Linked DNA regions of Zea mays: region 1 is linked to region 2. A link is a contact called in public Hi-C data. All regions are on one chromosome and are shown on one strand. Each heading gives the region's core, a stretch centred on a gene start, on an enhancer-like site or on the middle of the called end of the contact. The rest is flanking DNA. Distances are from core to core; before and after follow the strand shown.

Region 1 (4,025 bases), core at 262-2,761, 250 kb before region 2:
TATTTAATAATAATATAATATAGATGAGTACCAATCAATATTTCATACATAAGTGTACTCTAAATCCAAACCAAAACACTGAGATAATCTTGTAATTAACCAAACAATCTGTGCAAGTGCGGAATACAGTGTACATCAGATTGATTTGCATCATGTCAAAACCAGATTGTCCAAGGGATACATCGGTTGCCGCTGCCGCACCCCTCCTATCGATGTTCCATGACTCCATTCTTGCTGGCCACTTTGTCCCAAGCATTTCACCAAACAGTCAACACCCTCGTCACTGCAATCACATCAAACTACCTATGTACAGTTAACTGACAGAGGAAAAACAACTCATCAATAGACACAAGAAAGAGATAACAATGTTGTGCTAAAGCCTAAAGTTGAGCTGGATAAATCCATATTATGTCTAAAAGGCCAAGCATGCAGACCTCGATACACCAAACAAGTCAAGGTTCCAATAATACTTGTGAATTTCATAATTTTTTTAATACGGTGAACTTAGGTGAACTTACGCGACTATGATATCTTCTTTCTTACAGAAGGCAGGTATCACACTGAATATTGTAGAAATCCCATATGAATAAAGAATGGAGTCTGGAGTCCCCAAAAATTTAGCTATCTTTGACTCACAGTCAAGATGGACATCTGCAAGAACACAATAGAAAGTTAAGTTCCTCTATACTTTCAACCAAAGTCATTGTCTGAGGATGATAATACAGACCAATTGTTCCATAAAAGCCACGTGGACCACAAGAACCAACACCATACTTCTCCAATGAACTGATGCAAGAATCCTGGAAGTCATTCGCTTTGTTTAGATATTCCAAAAAATACATACATTGAAATATTGTCAAGCAATAGAATTGTCTCTTACAATAATCTTTTCGTTGCCAATTAAACCGAGGTACTTTGCTGATGCAAAGTTCACAACTTCTTTACCATCAACAATCGTATGTGGTCCAGTGGCACTGTATAAAAGAAAAATAGAAGGGTTAATTATGATCCTCAGAAGATCATATATGATGCAATCATAACTACTTAACATGGTAAACAATTGTAATCCATACTGCATGAATATTTGTAACACAACCAGAAATGCGTGAAGAAAAATTCTGGTGAATTAAATAATATACACATATAACTAAAGCAGAATTCAGGGGATATTCAACAAAAAGAATATTCCATATATAGCGGTGTCTCCCACAGTTTCAAGAGTGAGACCATCCGGTTAATCCATATATGAAATGATATGTAGGATTACTCATGCAACAACACCACAATGTACCCTAGGTAACTGTGAACTTACTTTAAGAAAAAAAATCCTTTATAGACTGCTAAAGTTCCAACAATGCGTCAACTGCTAGTTTGAACAAAAAAAATCTGGTACAACTCCATCAGAAACCAAGCTGTAGTGCAAACCTCGGCAACACGGCACTCTGCCTCCTCGTGAGCAATGGCCGCACACTATAACATTTTAGGCCTTCTGTGACATTATGATGCACATTCTATGTTTTCTTCAGTGGAATTAATGGGCTGCACGGCATGAGAGAATTGCACATGACGAATGTGATGGGTGACCTGTTTCCTGAAAATAAAATTTAGAATATAGTTTTAGAAAAGAAAATAGCAACAAATACATTTCAAAAAGATCCCAGATAGAACTACTAGAAGTTTTAGGCAGAGAATTACAATTTCATATTCTCCATTCATAAATACATGCTAACTGATAGCATAATACCTAAGCAAGGATTAGTACCACACTCTTAGGAAAACATCCTATGGAGTGCTAGCTCATGGATCAAATTTAATTAAAAGAAGTTAAGTGAACTGTTATGGCAATATGAAGTTTTTGATTCTGCACAGCAAGCGTAGAATCCACCTTCAATCCTTGATGTTGTCCAAGCTAAAACTTAAGAAAAGGCTTGCATGATAACTTAACATAATTTATTAGCCAATAAGAGCTTCCATAGGTATAACTTAATGTTTTTCAAGACACAAAAGACTCAGGATTAAGACAGCACCAAATTTGTCGTTCGTATAAAACAAGAATAAATTGTGTACGGTGTAAAAACAAACTACTATTGGGCATGCACTCTCAATAAATTTAATAGCAAGTACAGTAAATATGTCCCAAAAAAGCAGCACTGCAACACAGTAATGGCGTATACTTTATTACTATATCATAGTAGACAGTAAGTGTTTGCTAGCTTGCAACAAATTGATCCCAAATAGTACTAGAAGATTAAGAGCAGAGGATTACAATTCCATAATTTTGACTAATCTGACATACAGCTCAATATGAGAAGTATGTGGGTATAAGCTTAACAGATGTTCTTAAAATGAGGTACGCCAGGGGCTGAAAATTGGCATACTTATTCAAAATAAGTATGTCGGCCCCGGCATACTTAATAATACCCACATTCTTTCACTTGTTTCCCATAATGCTTTTAAATATTTTTCTCAATATAGCAAACTTTATATTGCTATATACATTGACTTCACTCAGACCGTCAAACAAGCTTCATTTAAGATGAGATTCGTACTATCACTAGACTAGAGATAACATATAAAGATATATCAAAATTGCAGATCTCCTCAACAACAGTTTCTCTCGTGTTCTCTCTGCAGTATCCAAATTGAGTAATACATGGAGAGACAAGGTAAAATGATAAAAGAAACTGGTCCATACGGGCTACAGGTATCCACTTGCCAGGACACGGGTTTGTCTTCTTATCAAACAGCGCCTTTCCAAATCCTCTAGCACTGACACCTAGAACTAGGAATACATAGATCAGATGTGTGGAAACCCAAGATGGAATGTGAATGGATTTGTTTTACCTTTCGCTTCCGTTGAACATGGGCTACAGAGACGTGCTTGTGCTCACGCAGAGAGCCGAGGAGGGGTGGGGGCCACGGTTGCTTAATGGCACGCTTGACGCCTAGAGAGGCTCGCGTGGAGAGGGGGCAGCTGGGCACGGGCAGGCCATAGGCGCGGACGCGTTTCACACGTAGAAGTGCAGGCGAGCGGCGGCGCAGAGAAGAGATGCGGTCAAGAGAAGCGGTGAGTAGCGGGTCCGCAACGAAGGCCAAAGGGTTAGGTGTCCAGGCGTGTGGGCTATGGTGTGTTATTGGGCCAAACTAAGCTAAGGTGTGGTCCATATCTAGTCATACTAGGCCCTTTGCCTCTAGTCATGACTATCCTGCCTTTCCGTTTCTCACCTGGATTGAGTCAACGAAAAGAACGTTACTAAACGATGATAGAAAGCTTGATAGTGCAATCATAAAAAAACTGGTGCATTATATACTAGACATAAAGATAGAAGTGAAGTTTTTTTAAAGTAGACGACGATGGAAATCATGGATTATACAGTACAGAAGAGAAGTAGCAGAGGGACCTATCCTTAATGGTGTGTCACGTGAATTAACATAGATAGTAATGTTTTTTAAAAATATGTACAACATCATATGTCTATGACATATATGCATTGTCGTGCAATATTGTCACAAACTAAGCCGAATTCACTATTCACTACGTTTTGTCATAATACGTCTTATTAGAAATATTATACAAAGAAGGTTTCATATTTAGAAGTGTCTAGTATACTTTCTAACATTTAAGACAGTCCTTATAGTCTACACGACTCTAATATTATCTTTATTTGAGATGGTTTCATATATAGATGTGTCTAATATACTAACCAAAATCTAAGACAATTCTTGCAATCTTAATGACTCAAAAGGTATATTTATTTTAGGCGGTTTTCAATAACAATCCGTCTTAAATCAATATAAGACATTTCTTACGATGTAACTGTCTCAAAATACTTCTTTATTAAAGACGGATCTCTACAAACCGTCTTACCTTACTCGTCACCATATGATAAAAGACACTTCTATAAAATACACTAATATCCGTCTTAAAATGTGCGTCTTAAATAAGCATATCTCTAGTAGTGCAAGAACATAACGGATGTAATACTTGGTGTAACTAATGTTCGTTGCTGGAGCAATCTTCTTGC
Region 2 (3,879 bases), core at 989-3,488:
AGTAGATACCAACCCAATTAAATAAGAGATCAAGATTAATAACAACACCCGCGATGCAATGCATATGACAGATTGAATTTAATTCCATAGTTTAATCATGTGGGTGTCTGAGCCGCTCATGACTGTGATCACGGCTGATTTACCAGTTTTTCACTCTGGAGAGGTTACACATCTTTACCCACAGGTCATGTTACCCATTTGCCACGGGGTTGTATAGACCCCATACACTTCTACAAAGGAAGTGAGGCAGGGTAGCACTACGAGGCCTTTCCAAAGTTCCACTAGTTCGAGAAAACCCGCTACGGATTTAAGAAGGAAGCATAGGAATCCCGCGTCCAAAAAGCTTTACATATAGTTCGACCCGAGGACCTCCCTATACTCTAGCAGCGGTGTCTCCCCGCTTGCCCCTTTCGAGTAAGGTAATCTCTCCATAGCTTTCCTAATTACTTGGCCAAGGGCGTCCCATTCCACCCTTGTGGTCGCACTGTTTTGCTGAGTGGTTCACCATGTTCCCATTAACATTATGATCTTATCATGAACAATAATTAAACAACAACGTAATTCGAACATGATCATAATAAAATATTAGTTTCCCAAAACCAGGTAGAACAATAGCAAATCTACCCAATAGTTCATTTGTTTGCAACGTGGGGGACAAACAATGCTAGGTAAACCTACTAGGTTCCATCAAATTAACCTGAGCATGTCAAAGTGATTAACAGGAACATTATTAGGTAAAGAAAAGTGATCAAGGGCACAACTTGCCTTAGACTCAAGATTCCAGGTACCAACTTGGTCTTCAAGTTCTCGTGACCTCACCACTATTCATAGCAACACATACAAATAGACAAGGATCACATAAAAATAACAGTACACCAAACATGAGAACAAACAGTGTAAAATATTCTACGCGATGCTACGAGATCGTAGGTTCGAGAACCACTAAATTCGGAGTTACGGTTATAAAGTTATGACTTTCCGAAGATTTAAGTGTTGGATATAAACTAAGGTTACTAGATGATAAACAATATTAATATGAACCTAATGCAACTAGAATGGATAAAAAAGGAGCTAAATTAAGGAAGATATGGATTTTACAAGATTAGTAGATTTATTTCATACCTATATTCATTTTCTTTATCTATTTCGAATATCTCTAATTACTCTGGACCGAAGGCACAATTACCAGAGAATGCAGGGGTTCAGGTGCAATTAATCTGTACTCGATTGTAGTTCATTCTAGATAGATAGGGACCATAGGTTGGTTTTGATAAAACAGAGGAGCTCTTTTGCAAGGTTTTCAGGCCGACGGGGTATGAGTGGATCATGACAGTTGGATCACAAGCCTACGATCAGGATTAGATCAGATCCCTAAAGACCTGGTCTCAAGCCACAACCCTACAATCTAGGATCTACGGTTGGATTTAAAATGATTGTGAATGATTCTTACACGCACGATGCACATCTAACGGCTCAGATTCCCATGATCAAACCGTTCACGCGAGATCAGATTGCATTCACCCACTGGCAGATCAATGACATCCACACCCCCATCCAAAACGATATTCAGGGTTTTAATCTTGGCAGTTAGTCACAAGATCAACAGACCCCGACCACTCACCCTCCTCATGCCTCTCAGCCGCGGTGGCGCAGCGCGCAGACGACAGCGCTTTCGCCGGAGACTGCCCAACTAGCCCCCCAGAGTCCCAGCTCCTAAGGAAAAGCGTGCAACACTTAGCGAAGATCACGACGGGCATGTTGGGGAAGTTCTCGCCTCGGTTGACGGTGCGGACGGTCCTGCCCACGCTTGTGCGCGTCTCCATGGCGGTGAGGATACTCCAGCGATGAATCAGTGATGCTTCAGCCAGTTTCCTCTTCGATTGACCCCTCCCACAGCTTCTATGCGGCCAGGCCACCCCCAGGCAGCCACGCGGGAGCTCGAGCCGGGTTGGCAACGAGAATCCGCGGCGGCGGCTGGCTTGCTCCCTCTCTCATTGCTCTTGGTGACAGCGCTTCTCCCTCACCCTAACCCGATTAATGGTGGTCTTCGTGCCAAGTTAGGGTTCATAAGAGCCTAGGGTAAGCCGCCTTATATCCCCAACAAGCTGGGGTGGGGGATGGAATCCGCCCGCGTGCGGCGAAGCCGGTATGCGCCCGGTTGTTACACGAGTTAGGTGACAGTCCTGACTAGTGGGTCCCCGGTGGCAGCGAGGGAATGAAGTGGGACGCGAGTCATAGTCACAGGCACATGGGCTCGGTTAGCAGGTGCTAGCGCGGTCAGCGGATGCGCGGAGTGGGCCGGCGTGCGCACAAGGAGAAAGAAAGGATGGGCCGAATCCAAGGAGAGACAGCCCAGTTCTGGTTTTTCTTATTTTCTTTTTTCTTTTCTATTTTCCATTTCAAATATTCAAACTAAATTCAAATCCCTGCTTTGAATTTCCAAGTTTCAAACTTAATTCCAATATAAATAATACTTCTATTGTTTGCCATAATATTATTATTATCATTATTATAATTTCGTTCTTTTAACTCTTTTGCTTTCATTTCTATTTTGTTTTTCCACTTAAATTCAAAATTTTGAATTCAAATTCACACTAAGGTCTCTTTTAGATTAAATGCATTACTCAAAAAACCCAGCCTGAGATGCACATTCTTTATTTATTTATGGGTTATTTGACTAACTTGACTCCATTAATTGATTATCAAACAGGAAGGGATTTAATAAATCTCCCAAGGTTTCAAAAATTCTCAAAACACTAACACAAATATATTTATTTATGTATATCATTATTTTTCTTTGATACAAATATTTTGTCTTTACAAATCCTACCCCCCTCAAAAGAAATCTCGTCCTCGAGATTAGTAAGAGAAAGAATGTATCCCAATCTCGTCTCCAAAACATATGCACAATCAAGAATTGCGGCATGGTGCATAACTTGTTATTAAAATATAGGTTCAAATAGACCTTATTATTATTCCTAACATAGTATCTACTTCCTATATATATATATACTCTAATCTTGTTGCTCGTTGCCTTCTTCACTGGATTCTTCACTTTCAAACGAGACCTCTTCCAAATTTTCAGGTTCACCAGGTTTAGCTTCTGCTTCCACATGGTTGACCTGCCCCCGATTGATGGATAAGGGTTGACTCTTGCCTCCAGAGGCCTGTCCCTGCTTCATTGGAGCTGGAGTAGTGTATGCTGCCCTATTGGGACAGTAGTTGGCATAGTGTCCTGTCACACCCGGATTTTAGGGGTCCAAAACTCGGCGCGAAATAATCACCAAGTGTGCTGGGATCAAGTCTCACACATATGATGACTCATGGTACAGAAACGAATGTCACATCATTACTATATAACGGAGTTATGTACAAAATAGTTAAATAATTACATCATACGAAGACAACGATCCAACAACCCAAAGTTGACTGGGAGACGACGACCTAGACCACTCACGAACTCATCACAACATCCTTCATGTGCATCATCCTGCAGTACCTATTCTTGACCTAGAGGATGTGAGTACAGCAAGAGTGAGCTCACATACGTTCATCAGTCGACAAGTTGTGGGGAATAATGTGCATGAACTCACAAAAGGTGTGAGCTCATGTGAAGTGTAAGGCTTACCAAATGAGATGGTTGAAGCTGAGCATTGCTTTTAAAGTTGGTCAAAATTTTATTACCATTTACTAAGTATAAGTAGATATCGACCCAAATAAATAAAATATCAAATTAATAACAACACCCACAATGCAATGCATATGACAAATTAAGTTTAGTTCCATAAATTACTCATGTGAGGGTCCGAGCTGCTCATGGTCGTGAGCACGGCTGATATACCAGTTTTACACTCTATAGAGGTTGTGCATCTTTACCCA

Evidence for each region. Hi-C and Micro-C count contacts between places; a contact is called where the count stands out from the background.
Region 1: a Hi-C map of ear shows a contact between it and region 2, with 2.0 times the contacts expected there. The contact joins the promoter of LOC100384177 here to the enhancer-like site in region 2. A contact is called at or near these places in 4 of 25 Hi-C or Micro-C datasets (ear, endosperm, leaf and 1 more).

Annotation. Positions count from the first base shown.
Region 1 is chr8:61,831,204-61,835,228 of Zm-B73-REFERENCE-NAM-5.0, reverse strand. LOC100384177 (long chain base biosynthesis protein 1b) reads right to left here and starts at 1,511. Exons shown (of 4, transcript XM_023300849.1): 1 at 1,426-1,511; 2 at 881-974; 3 at 728-800; 4 at 515-651. The coding sequence starts at 1,511. The coding sequence ends at 515.
Region 2 is chr8:61,582,075-61,585,953 of Zm-B73-REFERENCE-NAM-5.0, reverse strand. No RefSeq gene overlaps it. Among protein-coding and RNA genes, the nearest start is that of LOC100286287, 83 kb to the left of the region's middle. Within about 2 kb of position 2,238, at least 17 of the 20 cell types and tissues checked have an H3K27ac peak or open chromatin away from gene starts, as enhancers often do. A contact at or near this core is called in ear, endosperm, leaf and 1 more, where this site is marked.